3 separate regions of the Gossypium hirsutum genome follow, and regions 1 and 3 are each linked to region 2. The links are chromatin contacts, called in public Hi-C maps. All regions are on one chromosome and are shown on one strand. The core of a region is the stretch at or near the end of the contact, and the rest is flanking DNA. Distances in the headings are between cores, read along the strand shown.

Evidence for each region. A called contact is a pair of places that touch in the nucleus more often than the background predicts.
Region 1: a Hi-C map of leaf shows a contact between it and region 2, with 2.0 times the contacts expected there. The contact joins the promoter of LOC107886536 here to the promoter of LOC107886478 in region 2. A contact is called at or near these places in 3 of 34 Hi-C or Micro-C datasets (all in leaf).
Region 3: a contact with region 2 is called in a Hi-C map of leaf, with 2.5 times the contacts expected there. The contact joins the enhancer-like site here to the promoter of LOC107886478 in region 2. A contact is called at or near these places in 2 of 34 Hi-C or Micro-C datasets (both in leaf).

The regions. Positions count from the first base shown.
Region 1 is chrA03:95,884,686-95,888,929 of Gossypium_hirsutum_v2.1, reverse strand. LOC107886536 (paramyosin) reads right to left here and starts at 1,353. Exons shown (of 6, transcript XM_016810525.2): 1 at 1,231-1,353; 2 at 1-1,036. The coding sequence starts at 968.
Region 2 is chrA03:94,945,133-94,949,412 of Gossypium_hirsutum_v2.1, reverse strand. LOC107886478 (protein JINGUBANG) reads right to left here and starts at 2,668. Exons shown (of 1, transcript XM_016810449.2): 1 at 1,087-2,668. The coding sequence starts at 2,601. The coding sequence ends at 1,279.
Region 3 is chrA03:94,217,159-94,221,567 of Gossypium_hirsutum_v2.1, reverse strand. No RefSeq gene overlaps it. Among protein-coding and RNA genes, the nearest start is that of LOC107886483, 16 kb to the right of the region's middle. Within about 2 kb of position 1,282, at least 2 of the 9 cell types and tissues checked have an H3K27ac peak or open chromatin away from gene starts, as enhancers often do. A contact at or near this core is called in leaf, where this site is marked.

The DNA of each region.
Region 1 (4,244 bases), core at 104-2,603, 940 kb before region 2:
ATTTCATGAATTCTAGAAACGAAATTCAACTGATCAACCAGTAACGGTCTCTGTAATTCCATCCTCATCTGCCAAATTTTCAATTTATCATCATATTCACTGGTCAAGTTCCTCAACTCCATTAATTCATCCTGTGCCAAATTAATCTTCTCCGACATCTCTTTTTCAATCTCCCCAATCTTCCCATCCTTTTCAGCTATATTCTTCTCTAAATTTTCAATTATATTAGTTTTCTTTGCCACCTCATCTCGTAACCCACTTAATGTAGCTTCAAGCTGAGAAACTTCAATGGCAATTTCGTAATTTCGTTGCTCTATCTGCTCCCTGGCTTCGTTTCTAGATTTGGTTGTGGTTTCGATCTGTTTAACGAGCTCTTCAACGATCTCGTTTGTTCTTTTGATGACTCCATAAGCAACGGAGGGCAGTCCGGTGTACTTTTGCGATCGCGGCAATCCTCCAGCAGAGAAGTTCTTGAAATTATTAACTTTTCCAGATATTTTTTCTATACCTGAAACAAGCATATGAGCAGAAGTCTCGATCTCCGATCGCAATCCATCTTTTCCCTTGGACGCTTCCTCCAATTGCTTCGCCAAATCTTCTCTCTGTTTCGTAACCTCGACTTTAATCTTATTAGCTTCAGCTAATTGCGCCGTTAAGTTATCGTTCGATCTCAAAGCTTCTTCTTTCTCGCGGAGAGCTTCGTCACGTTGTCTCCCACACTCATCTCGCTTCTTAATCGCCTCGTGAGCCAAAGCTTTTAATCGATTAAACGAAACTTGAAGTTCTGATTTGGAATTCTCGGCAGCTTCTCGTGCTTGTTTCTCGCGATCGAGCTCCGCCAGAATTTCACGGAATTTCTCGACCGATACATCCTCTCGAGACGGATCTTTAATAACAATCGGTACCGGCTCATCAGACTCCACGTCACTGAGCACTGCATCGACTTCTTCATTGCCCGCACTCGTCATTTAAAAAAGAAGCCAATTATTTATATAATCGACAGTAAAAAATCCCGTATTTTGGTGCGATCCGAACCCTAGAATTGGAAGCAGAGGAGGAAGATAATGGAAGTAACCGATCGATATTAGTTGAGAAGGGAGGAAGGAAATGAAATCATTGAAATAGGGAAAAAAACAGGTGAGGATAAATTACGATTAAATTATAACCAGAAATTGCTTCCAAAAAGAGGTCTAGTGAAATTAAGATTAAGAGAAATAGGGGTGTCGTTACCTAAACGAGACGGTGAAGCCGAAGAACAAAGAACACGATTAGCTACCAACCAGTCTCTCCTTGGTCTCTGGTATTTTATTTTATTAGCGCCTTGAAAGGAAATTAACTTCACAAGGAAAACAATTTTAAAATTTTAAAATATGAAATTAAAAGGTTTATGTTTTGGTGAATATACGGCTTAGATGGTGCCACGTTGAGTAGCTTCTTTTTGGTATTCTAATTTGACGGGTCAGATTGATTAAGAGGATTACGTTTTAGGATTTGACTTCCAACCGGAAAATTTAGGGGTTGAAAAAACAATTAAATAAACCCTTAAATGCGAATAATTTCTCGTAATTGCACTTAAAAATTATTGATTTCTTATGGTCCGTTTGAATAGACGGTTGATAGTGCATTTAGTTATTTTTTCTCTCACATTATAATATTTAATTTCACTTTCATTATTATTTTTATATTAATAGTAAAAAAATTCATCGTTCATCCAAATGCATTCCTAATTAAAAGTTAATAGTGTAGTTTTTTAATTTAGATTTAATTATTAATTTCTTAACATTTAAGTTCCAAGTTATAAAAATGATAAAACTTTATTCCAATTTATAAAAATGATAAAATTTTATTCTAAAAATATGAAAAATATGAAAATATTAAATAAAATAAAAATTTTCAAATGATGAAAAAATAAAAAATGAAAACTTTTAAAAAATAAAAAATCAAATAAACTGTTACAAATAAATGTGGATGTCCAAATTCTAATCCCTTTATTTATGAGATAAAATCCCTCTCATTCATTATGAAAGTAAATATGCAAGTTGTGTTAATGAAGCACTTAACTAAGCTTCATTTATGTGTGTTGTATTAAATGGCAATAATTATAAATAAAACCCTTATATGCGTGAAATGAGATACGCGAAAATTATCTATTGATTTGATCTATTGTTTACTTTTTTAGTATTCTTTTACTTGATTATTTGATAACACGTTATCTGCCTATAAATCTTCCATTAAACTATATACGACATATGTATTTTCATAATTGTTTTAATTTGTTCATCATATTTTGATAGAAAGAGAAATATTCAAAGCATACAAATCTTTTTTTTGTTAAACTATTTGATTTTTTCACCATTTTTTTAAAAGGTTAGTAATTTTTTTCAATTATTTCAATTTGTTTTAATTTATATCTTATTTTCTTGATCTAGATAATTTGCATAAAATTTTATATTATATTATTTGTTTGTTTGTTTTACATTGCTGCTTGCATACTCTTTCATGGATTTATTATTTATGGACTACGTGGTAGATTGGGATTTCATGTTAATGCATAATGTTATATGTAACCTATCAGGCATTTTTTGAAAGAGATTTGTTGTTTGTTAATTTTGTGTGTTTTGCATTCAATTGACATGTGCATTAAGTTCCTAATTTTATTTAAAATATGATTGGCCAATACACTATTTGACATTTTCTATAAGTAGCTCTTGAAATTCTTGATGAATATTACCTCTTTTATTGTTATTACTGGTCATAGTTTTTTCCATTTAATTTGTTGATTTATGATGGAAGTTACCACTTCTCTTTCTTTTTAAATATCCACCATGCATCATTTCAACTTAACCAAGTAAACCTGGTTAATTATTGATCATTATGCACTGGTAAAATGTAATATATATTTTTAATGCATTTAGTTTAGCTATAATAACTAGATTTTACGGGCTAGCAAGGTTAGTACATGCTAACTTGTATAAAGATGATCAAAGCTCACAAAGAATTTTTCTTTCCAGCATTTGCACCCGAGAATTTCTTTATGGGTTTCTATACCTCCACCTTTGTTTTATTTGTAGTAATGAGAATAATATTTTTAAAATTGTTTATTCCTTTTATTTGATGTTCACATGTAGCTTAGTGGTAATCTTGATTGCGTCAATAATTCTCTGCTTACTGTTTAAAATGTTTTAAAAAGTATTATAAATTGATATCATGTATTCTTATAGCTAAACAAAATAACAAGTTATTCGTTTCACTAATTATGCTCCATTCCCCGAAGTGAATGTAGCAATACATAACAATTATGAAAAATGAAAATATAGAGTTCATGGTTGTCATTGTAATTGAGGATGTGGTTGGAAATGTACTAATAACCAGTGATACTTCTAATCACTAGAAAACGAATAATAATGTAAAACAAAAAAATTGTAGTCAAAATATTTGAAGGTTATTGAAAATTCATACTACCGATGTGGTATAAAAATGCATTAGTCATGTACCTGACGTACGTTTAAGCATCTAGTAAAACTTTATCAAAGCATCCATTAAAAGAAGAAGAAGAACAAAAACTATATTGAGGCAAATTTCGTTAGCCCAAAATGATGAAATGAATGATAGCTTTTTCAAATATATACATATATATATATAATGCTAAAGCTAACTATGCATACAAGGATGGTGATTTTAAAGGCGTTAATGATATAGCTTATTTGTATGTTTCTAATTTTCCTCATAAAAAATAGTTTTATATATTTTCCATGACTATTTGCAATATTTCTTAAATAATGTTTTCTTTTAAAGAAAAATATGAAAATTTCTAATTTTTTGGTTAAACCCAAGAATAAATACATATGTTACATAGATTTTGCTATAACATATTCTATCTTTAAAGGTAAAAGATTATTCTCATTTAATATCTTATTAGGTAAATGCGAAAGTAATAAAAGGCTTCAGAAGAGCTATAATAGTATTTTTCAAGGGTAAAGTATATTATAGATGATGCATTTTTTTCTTTAAAGTCTAAAAAAAAATAGCTTTATAGATATTCACTGAAATGGATATCATATCAAGACTACAAATGAGAAAATATTGAATATCTATATGTTAAAATGTTGAATGTGGAAAGAAATATGTTTTGCAAAGAGTATCTGCTTTTCATCAGGTTATACTATGCACATATTAATGCAATTAAGACACATGTTACTACAAACTAAAAGTTTGTAAAAGCACATACTTTTACTATTTGATAT
Region 2 (4,280 bases), core at 1,419-3,918:
TCCCACTAGGACCACATATATATACTAATTACATTATAATTATATGTTATGAGCTCAAAATCTTACTATCATATTCAAAAGATATTTTGAACAATCTCGTCAATTAATTATGTTAACATAGATCTAATGCGACTTTCCTTACATATATCTTAACTAAATTCATCCATGACATTAACAAAACCAAATAACATAGATTAAATATGAATGTGTAGCATGAAAATTACATGAAATGTGATCTAAACATGTCTATTTCCAACTAGTAGGGGTGTTTAAACGGTTAACCAATTTGTTAAATCGAACCGAATTAGTATTAATCGAATTAACCAAACTTTTTAATCCTTTAACCGTTAACTGAACCGAAATTTTTTCAAAAAATTAATTGAACTGAAATATTTCGGTTAATTCATATTTTTTTGTTAAAACAATTATAAAACATATAAAAATAAATAAACTGATAATACTCATTTGATAGAATTATATGAATTAATAAGAGCATAATACATATAATATTATTTATTCAGTTCAATTAATTAGATTAATTACCCGATTTTGAACCGAATTAACCTTTAACCTAAATTTCAAAAAATCTTTAACTAACTTTCGACCAAACTAAATTGATTAACTGACCGATTAATCGAATTAAATTATTCGATCTATTAATTCAATTTTAACCGAAATTTAAACACTCTTACCAATTGTTCCTTAAACCATAATAAAATCAAACTTTATCAAAAATAAATTATAAATAAATCAAACAAACCTTATTTCTATAAAAAAAATCTTAAAATGCCCATAAACTAAAATAACAAAAAAAATGTATAACATTAAAAACATTTAAATTACAAACTCTAATATCACTTTATTTCTTCCTCTCCATACACCAACCAAAATAAAAATAATAATAATGATATGGTGGCCAGGTGTAAGATATGCACACATGGGCACATGTACGGTGCCTCATATATATCTTATTTTAATTACTTAGAATTACTACATCTAATTAATAATTACTATTGCAATTGATTATCCTAAAAAAACATACTATTTCAATTAAACTTTTTCTTTTTTTCTAAATGAACAACATGATGCAGAAATAGTGAACTATATATTGAAAATAATAATATATCTTTCAGGAAGCAAACAAAATTGAAAGAAACAAAAGAACAAATAATCCAGGGTTGGTAAAACGTCCGGGACCATATCAGAAAAAATTTAAGCGGCCGCAAATTTTTCCTTTTCTTTTTTCAATTTAATTATGATTCAATTCCTTTTTTTTTTTCACAAATTCCATTTTCGGAAATCCGTCGCCGACGAGGGGCTACCCGAAAACGAGACTTTCCACGTTCTAATTTCGCCATCCAGGCTTCCGCTAATAACCGAAACTACATCACTATGTTCATCGTCTCTGACAGCCGTCAACGACTTCACCGGCTTCCGGTGACCTTCCAAAACTGCCAAACAACAATATTTCCCTTCCACTCCACGTTGCCAGATCCTAACCATCCGATCAGCGGACCCGCTCATTAGTAAATCACAGACGTTGATCAAGCATAGGATTGCCTTTCCATGCCCTCTCAGCGCTCCCGTCACCACCATGTAATTGGCGCTATCTTCCCTCTCCCATACCAGAATCGAACGGTCACACGCACCGGAGAAAAGCACTGATCTTTCGTCGTCTAAAGCCAGTGCGTTTACCGCTGACTTATGCTTCTCAAGAGTCGCCACCAATGCGTACCGCTTCTCGCCTGAGGGTTTCGCCCAGACTCGGATCCGTCGGTCAGCGGACCCTGTATAAACCGTTCCGTCAACGGAGGCCGTGATGGCGTTAATGGCGTCGTCGTGTGCTTTAATAGACTGTAAACAACGCGCATCCGATGCTCGCCATATCTTCAAGGTTTTATCCCAAGAAACTGAGTAGATTAAACCTCTATTGACGGCGAGCCCAGTAACGGCGTCGGCGTGTTCGATCCACAACCGCTTCACGTGACGGCGAACACTGACATAGTTCTTTGGGAGAACAAAACGACGTAAGCGGTCGTTAACGGTAGGTAGGGCGGTTAAGAACTTGTGCTTTTTAGTCACGGTCATTTGCCAGACCCGGATCTTAGAGTCCTGGTGAGCAGTGAAGACTTTTCCGTCACAGAAAGTGACAGACTTAACGGAACCGGAGGATGAATCGTTGCCGTTGTAGGCATCGAGAAGAGTGGATGTTTGGCGATCGTAGACGCTAATTTCGTTAACAGAAGCAACATACAAGAAGTTACCCTGAACCGCAACGCAGGTGATCGGGTGGTTGGGTAGAGGCATAATTGAAGAAACGCTGATGTCAGAGACGGAAAAGACTAAGGTATCAGGGAAAAGCTGTAAGGAAGGTACAGATGGCAGAGTCTGGAGGGAAGGGTTGCTAGGGAGGCTGCTGTAGCTCGTGTCACTTGAAGAAGCTGAAGATGAGGTGGCGCTCCCTCGATTATCGGAGGAACTATCGGAAACCAAATGTTCCGATAAGCGCGGTGGTTTTTTAGGGAACGGGATGGTGGAGTCGTGGGTTAAAGTGGCGCAGCTGCTGGTTGTGCATGTAGCTAGCCATGATCGGACCTTCATGCCGGCCTTTCAGCCCTAAAGCCAAAATATAGAAGCTAGGCACGAGAGAGGATTGAAGCAGGACCTTCGTTGTGGTTTATAATTATATAAAGAAAAAAAGGTAATACCACGTGGAGTTGAGAGAGTGGATATGGTACGATCAGTCCTAGGCTCCAAAAGGACAAGAAATGGCACGTCAAAAGGAGTAGTTTTGTGATTTTATTGGGGGTGCTCTTTCCCAGCTTGCTGCTTTGCAAATTACAACTCTGTAAAATAGAATTTAGGATTATCAATACAAATTTTAACTCAATATTTAACATAAACAATTTATAATTAAAGCATTAACGTATATAATTCCGTCATTCTAATCAATCTCCTTAAAATCATAAATGATAAATATGATAATTAAAAAAATTGATATAATAATAAATTTAGTCATAAAATTTTATATATTATATCACTTTATATTTTTTTAAAAAAATTCACTTTCAAAATTTATAAATAATTTTAAATTTTGATTTTAATTTTAAAAAATTATAAAAAATATATAAAATACATAAATACTTTCAATAATAATAAATTTTAGATTAATATAATATTAATAATATAATTATATTAATATTAAATAAAATAAAATAAAAATCCTCCCACCTCCGTAGCTCACCCCCTCCCACCACCGTTCCCTTACCCCCGAGGCAATTAAGAAGAAGTATGAGAAGGAATATTACAAGTATTTGGATACAAATTAGCCATGAAATTAATGGAATTCGGAAGCAATAGAGGGACAGTGATGGGTGGGGGTGGGGGTACGAGGACGGTGGAAGGAAAGTTCCGGTGGGAGAGAGGGAGAGGGACCGGAGTGAGAGATTTTTATTTTATATTAATATTAATATAAAATTTAAATTTATTATTATATCTTTTAAAAATATTTATGTAATTTTGAGAACATTTGTAAATTTTGAAGGTTAATTTTTTAAAATTGTATATAATTAAATTAATATAATATATAAAAGTTGAGAAATAAAATTGTTATTATACTAAAATTTTAACTGCTATGTAAACTATATAACATGAGTGTTTAAATTATAAACTTTTTATTTTGAGTGTCTAAAATAATTTTTTTTTATAATTGGGTTACTATCTATATAATTTACCCTAGATTTTGTATATTAAAAATTAATTATACTATTAATGTATATTTTATAAAAAATATAGTTCAAAAAATATTTTTATTTATTAATTGTAGATTTTTTAAAATTATATTACTCAAATAACTTGATGGATTAAATTGATTTGACGATTTGGTTATTTCCTCCAATTTAATTTTTATACAGTCTGGGCACAAATCAATGATATGAAAAGTTGGAAATATTTTTCTCGGTTAGGAAAATGGGGTCATTTAGGCTTTAGTTAGTGTAATGATGGCGGCCTAGCTAGAAGATATTTAACTAAGCTGTCTTCGATTGAATCATTTGCATTCTTTCTCCAAAGTAGATCATTTTAGGAAAAATAATAAAAATGAACTTTTAAATTTTCATGGTACAAAAAGGAAAAGTCGAAATCATCACCCCACAACTTAGCTTACCTGTTTCAAATTCTAAATTTGATGGTACATGAATGTACACTTGAATCTCTAATCCATTATTATTATTTCTTTGTTTCTTATATCTACTTCTTTTTTGCAAAATAAAAAAAATAAA
Region 3 (4,409 bases), core at 33-2,532, 730 kb after region 2:
AAAAAAGATATAAATATTTTAAAAATAATATTTTTGCCCAGCAAATTTAGATTAATGTTTCCATAAAATATATAATAATAAAAAGTGACAATTCCCAACAGTGTCAGTTTAGCATTCCAATGTCGGTTAAGAGATAGCTGAATATGATTATTATTATTATTATTTGTTCAACAGAGATAACTGATTGATGAGGACAACATATGTATAATCAGATCAACAACGTGGTTATAACTTATCTACTACGGTTGGTAGTTTCAATTTTATATCCAAGAAAAAAAGATTTCATTAATTTAATAATAAATGATTTAATGCATTTTTTTAAAAATATCATCATAAAAAGTACTTAACCTTTAAAGTTGCAAAATGTTACATCAGAAAAGGGGAAAAAATTTTGGCAAAATGACATGTGCGTTCTGAATATATAATTAATTAACCCTCAAATTCTATATACAGCTAATTTTATTTTATGAAAAAGAAAATACTTTGCTAAATTTATTAGAAACAAATACCATGTTTCATTAAAATGAATGAAATGAAATGTGAACATTTGAAGCAAACACATGGAATATGGGGTGGGGACTTGCAATGTGAAAATAATGCCGAATTTAGATCCTATTATTTATAATAATTTATTGGATTCAGGTATTGTTTTGTTTTTCTCTGAGAAAATAAGTTGATAGATCGAAAACGTAAACATTACACATGGTTGAGATACAAAACCTAACGTGCTGGAGATCCAATCCTCAACATATTCAAATTTAAAACAATTAAAAAAATCATTTTAATGGTGCCAAGACCAAACTTTTTAATCTTAAATCTATAAGTGGGTATTTAGAGATTGAAGATAGAAATGGGAGGGAAGCACGTTCTCCCATGTGAACCTTGTTCCCCCGCATTCTCCAGCTCTAATACCCAACCCCATTCCCATTTTCACAGGGTTTCTTAAATCCCATCGGTGTATGCGGTGCAACTCTCTTAACTTTGTAGACTGACAAAAAGGGCAATGTTGTCGAATACAATTCACCACTCTTTACCAACACTACTTTAATCCCACTCCACGTGTCTTTGGTTAATGCTGATGATCCCACCATCTTTTTGCATTTTCATTATAACTATACAATTATGTTTTCATTTATTATTTAATCATCATTTTTTCTCTGATTTAGTAATAAAAGCAAAAGTCTATATATTGTCTTTATACGCAAGATATACATATATGAGTAGGGTAGATTTATGGATGAAATTAATAAATTAGGTCAAAACATCACATGGGATGAACAACATGCCATGTGCCTTCCCAATACATGAAAATGACACCTTTATTTCCCTGTTTGCTGATAAATTGGCACAGGCTGAATCCAGATCCATTTCCCATTTCCCCTTTATTATTTCAACTCGCTAAATGTCATTTCATTTTCCCCACACAACAGAATTAAGTATAAAAATTCTGTTTAGCTTTAATGATTGCAGAATCTAAAGTGGATATCGTTAATGATGATGAAAACTAACAGCGCCGTCACTTTATTAAGTGAATGCCAATCACACAATAATATTCCATATAATTGTCACCTTTACACACACACCCCCAAATAAAAATGCAAAAAAATTGGATTTAAATTGTGAGGGTGAAATGTTATTTAGGGCTATTTATGTAAATATATATATTTTAACTACAAATGAGACTTCAAATTTAATTATTATATTTCACATCTAATAATAAATTTAATTTTTATACCTTTTAATTTCTATTTACAAAAAATATTTGTGAATTCTTAATCCAATTAAAAAAAATATCCCATAAACGCCAACAACTTGGATATAAGATTTAATTTTCCTTAACTTTATTTATTCAAACCCTTAATTTCACTTTTCATTTTTCTTTTTTATAATAGGTTAATGTATTTTAATTCAACTTAATTAAATTTTGATATAATGATTTATTTAGTTTTTTAATTTTATAAAAAAATTATTTTAGTCTTTTATTTAAATTTTTTATCTTTTTTAGCTTTTGAACTTATAATTTTCTTTTATCAAATCACCCCAAAATGGATAAAAAATTTAACGTTTTTATACGGTATACATGTGGACGACATATTAACATCTAATTAATTTTTAAAAATTAAAAATTATTAATTAAATTTTAATGTTGACATATTACATGATAATCCACGATTATATTATGCCTGAAATTTTCCTTGTATAAAAAAAACAAAATTAAAAGACAAATGAAGGAGCCTATTAGGTTACGGAATTTGCTCCAAAAATATCAAACTTGGGTGATACGAAAAGAAAACTCCAAAAATGATTCTTATTATGCTAAACATCAATATACTAATAGATTGATTGTTTGACTAGAATCCAAAAAAGTACGTAATTACTGCAAGGAACAAATAACACATCTTTGTTTGTCAACTTTATTCCCTTCTTCTTCTTTTTTTAATATAAAATAGGGTTGCTAAATATTTGATTTTCTAAACTAAGTCCTAACATTCCCTTGAATAATTTAGAGAAGAAGAAGAAGTCAACCAATTCCTAATGATTGGCTCAATTGGTAGTTTATGGAACTAATTGTTTGGTTGCACCAAAGATCCTTATATTTTAGTGTGATGCTTAATTCCTTTTGTCTAACTTGCATCATCATTTTATGGACGTAAACAATCTCACATGAATAAATTTGGATATGGACAGTCCTGTAGAATTAACGGACGGCCAAGGAGCCCACTACATCAAATCCTTTGTGACAACTGATAAAAGCATTTTGGCTAATCATGCTAGTATTGCGTGGGTTCTTGAATTCAAAAAATACTAAATTTAGAGATTTGAAAAAAAATGGTACTTTGAGATATATAGTAAGGAAGCAATTCAAGAATCTAGAAAGGAGTAATGTGAATCTTTTATGATCCGTTTCATTAAAGAGATTCTCTAAAAATAACAGATGATTTGGCAAAATTGACATTCTCAATACTTTTGGACAATGTTACATTCATACAACGCTGGATGAAATCTTTCAATCTCTACACGATTTTTCTGATGTAATGTGATCTCATTTTATATTAAAAAAATTAGGGAAGTTAAAAATAATAATTAATTACACTCAAAAGTTAAGTGATTTTTTACATTAAAATATACATATTCAGTTCTAAACTATTCTAATTTAAGCTCATCTAGGTAATAACCAACTAATAATTTGGGGGCTGGGAGTGAAATGGCAAAAAATAATAATAAGCAAATTTAAAGCCCACAAGTGGCCCAGATAACCAAGCTTGGGGAAGGCCTTGCATTTTCTACTGGGAATGCAAAATAACTACATTTATCACTATTTTCTTTTTCTATTAAAATTTTAAATTTAATTTTCAACTTCTTTCATCCCTATTTATTGTTAACCATTTTTTTCTTTTATAAAAATAAAAGCAAAATAATCAATTGCCCCATTCTAATCTGTTTGTTTTGGTAGGAATATAAGAGGGTAGTTTTGAAGGAATTGAATTTGTTACAGTGGGATTTTAATGTTTACTGATTTACTTTCTTCTACAAATAATGAAAAATGATTCTCTTAAAAATTAGTAGAAAAGTTACATATATAATGGAAAGCAAATAAAAAAGGAAAACATGGTTATTGGTGTCTATCCCTACAATTCATTGTTGCAAAGTATTTCTTTTTTACTTTTATTCTGAATTCTAAATTTTACTCTCTTTTAAATATGTGAAATGTTTTTTTTTGAAATTCTATATTTTAATTTTGAAATATTGAATTTTTTTTATTTGAAAATCTCAGTCCCTTATGAAAAATATAAATTATTTTTTTAACCATCAATATTTATAATTTTTATCAATATAGTCCTTACACTTTAAAGTAAATAAAAAATAAAAAAATTAAATTTTATCATATTTTAAATAAAATCATAAAAAATTTAAAATTATATACTTAAAAATCTAAAATTATGAAAAATAAAAATTATTTAAATAAAAAATACAATAAAACAAATTAATATAAAAAAATTTCAAAATTCAATATTGTCTAAACCAGATTGGATCGAAAATCAACTGGGGTATCAATCCAATGAGAAGTAAAAAATTGGTTGACCTGTAAGCTGGTATGAGCTAGTTAAATAGAGCTAAAAAATCGGTTGACACCTATTTTTATAATTTTGAATATTTTTATTTTTATTTTTAATAATTTATTTGCTTTGAACCGATTGGAGCATTCGAACTGAGAACTAATTGGTTTGACTAGTTCAACCATCAATCCTGTTCTAGACACATTGCCAAAATTTCAAAAAAAAAATAGTTTTTTTAGTCTAATTTAACCAGTTCGTACCAATTCATTGGTCAAATGATTTTTTACCTCCCACCGGATCAATAACCTAGCCTTTTTTCGATCTAACCAATTCGACTAGCTAGTCTGATTT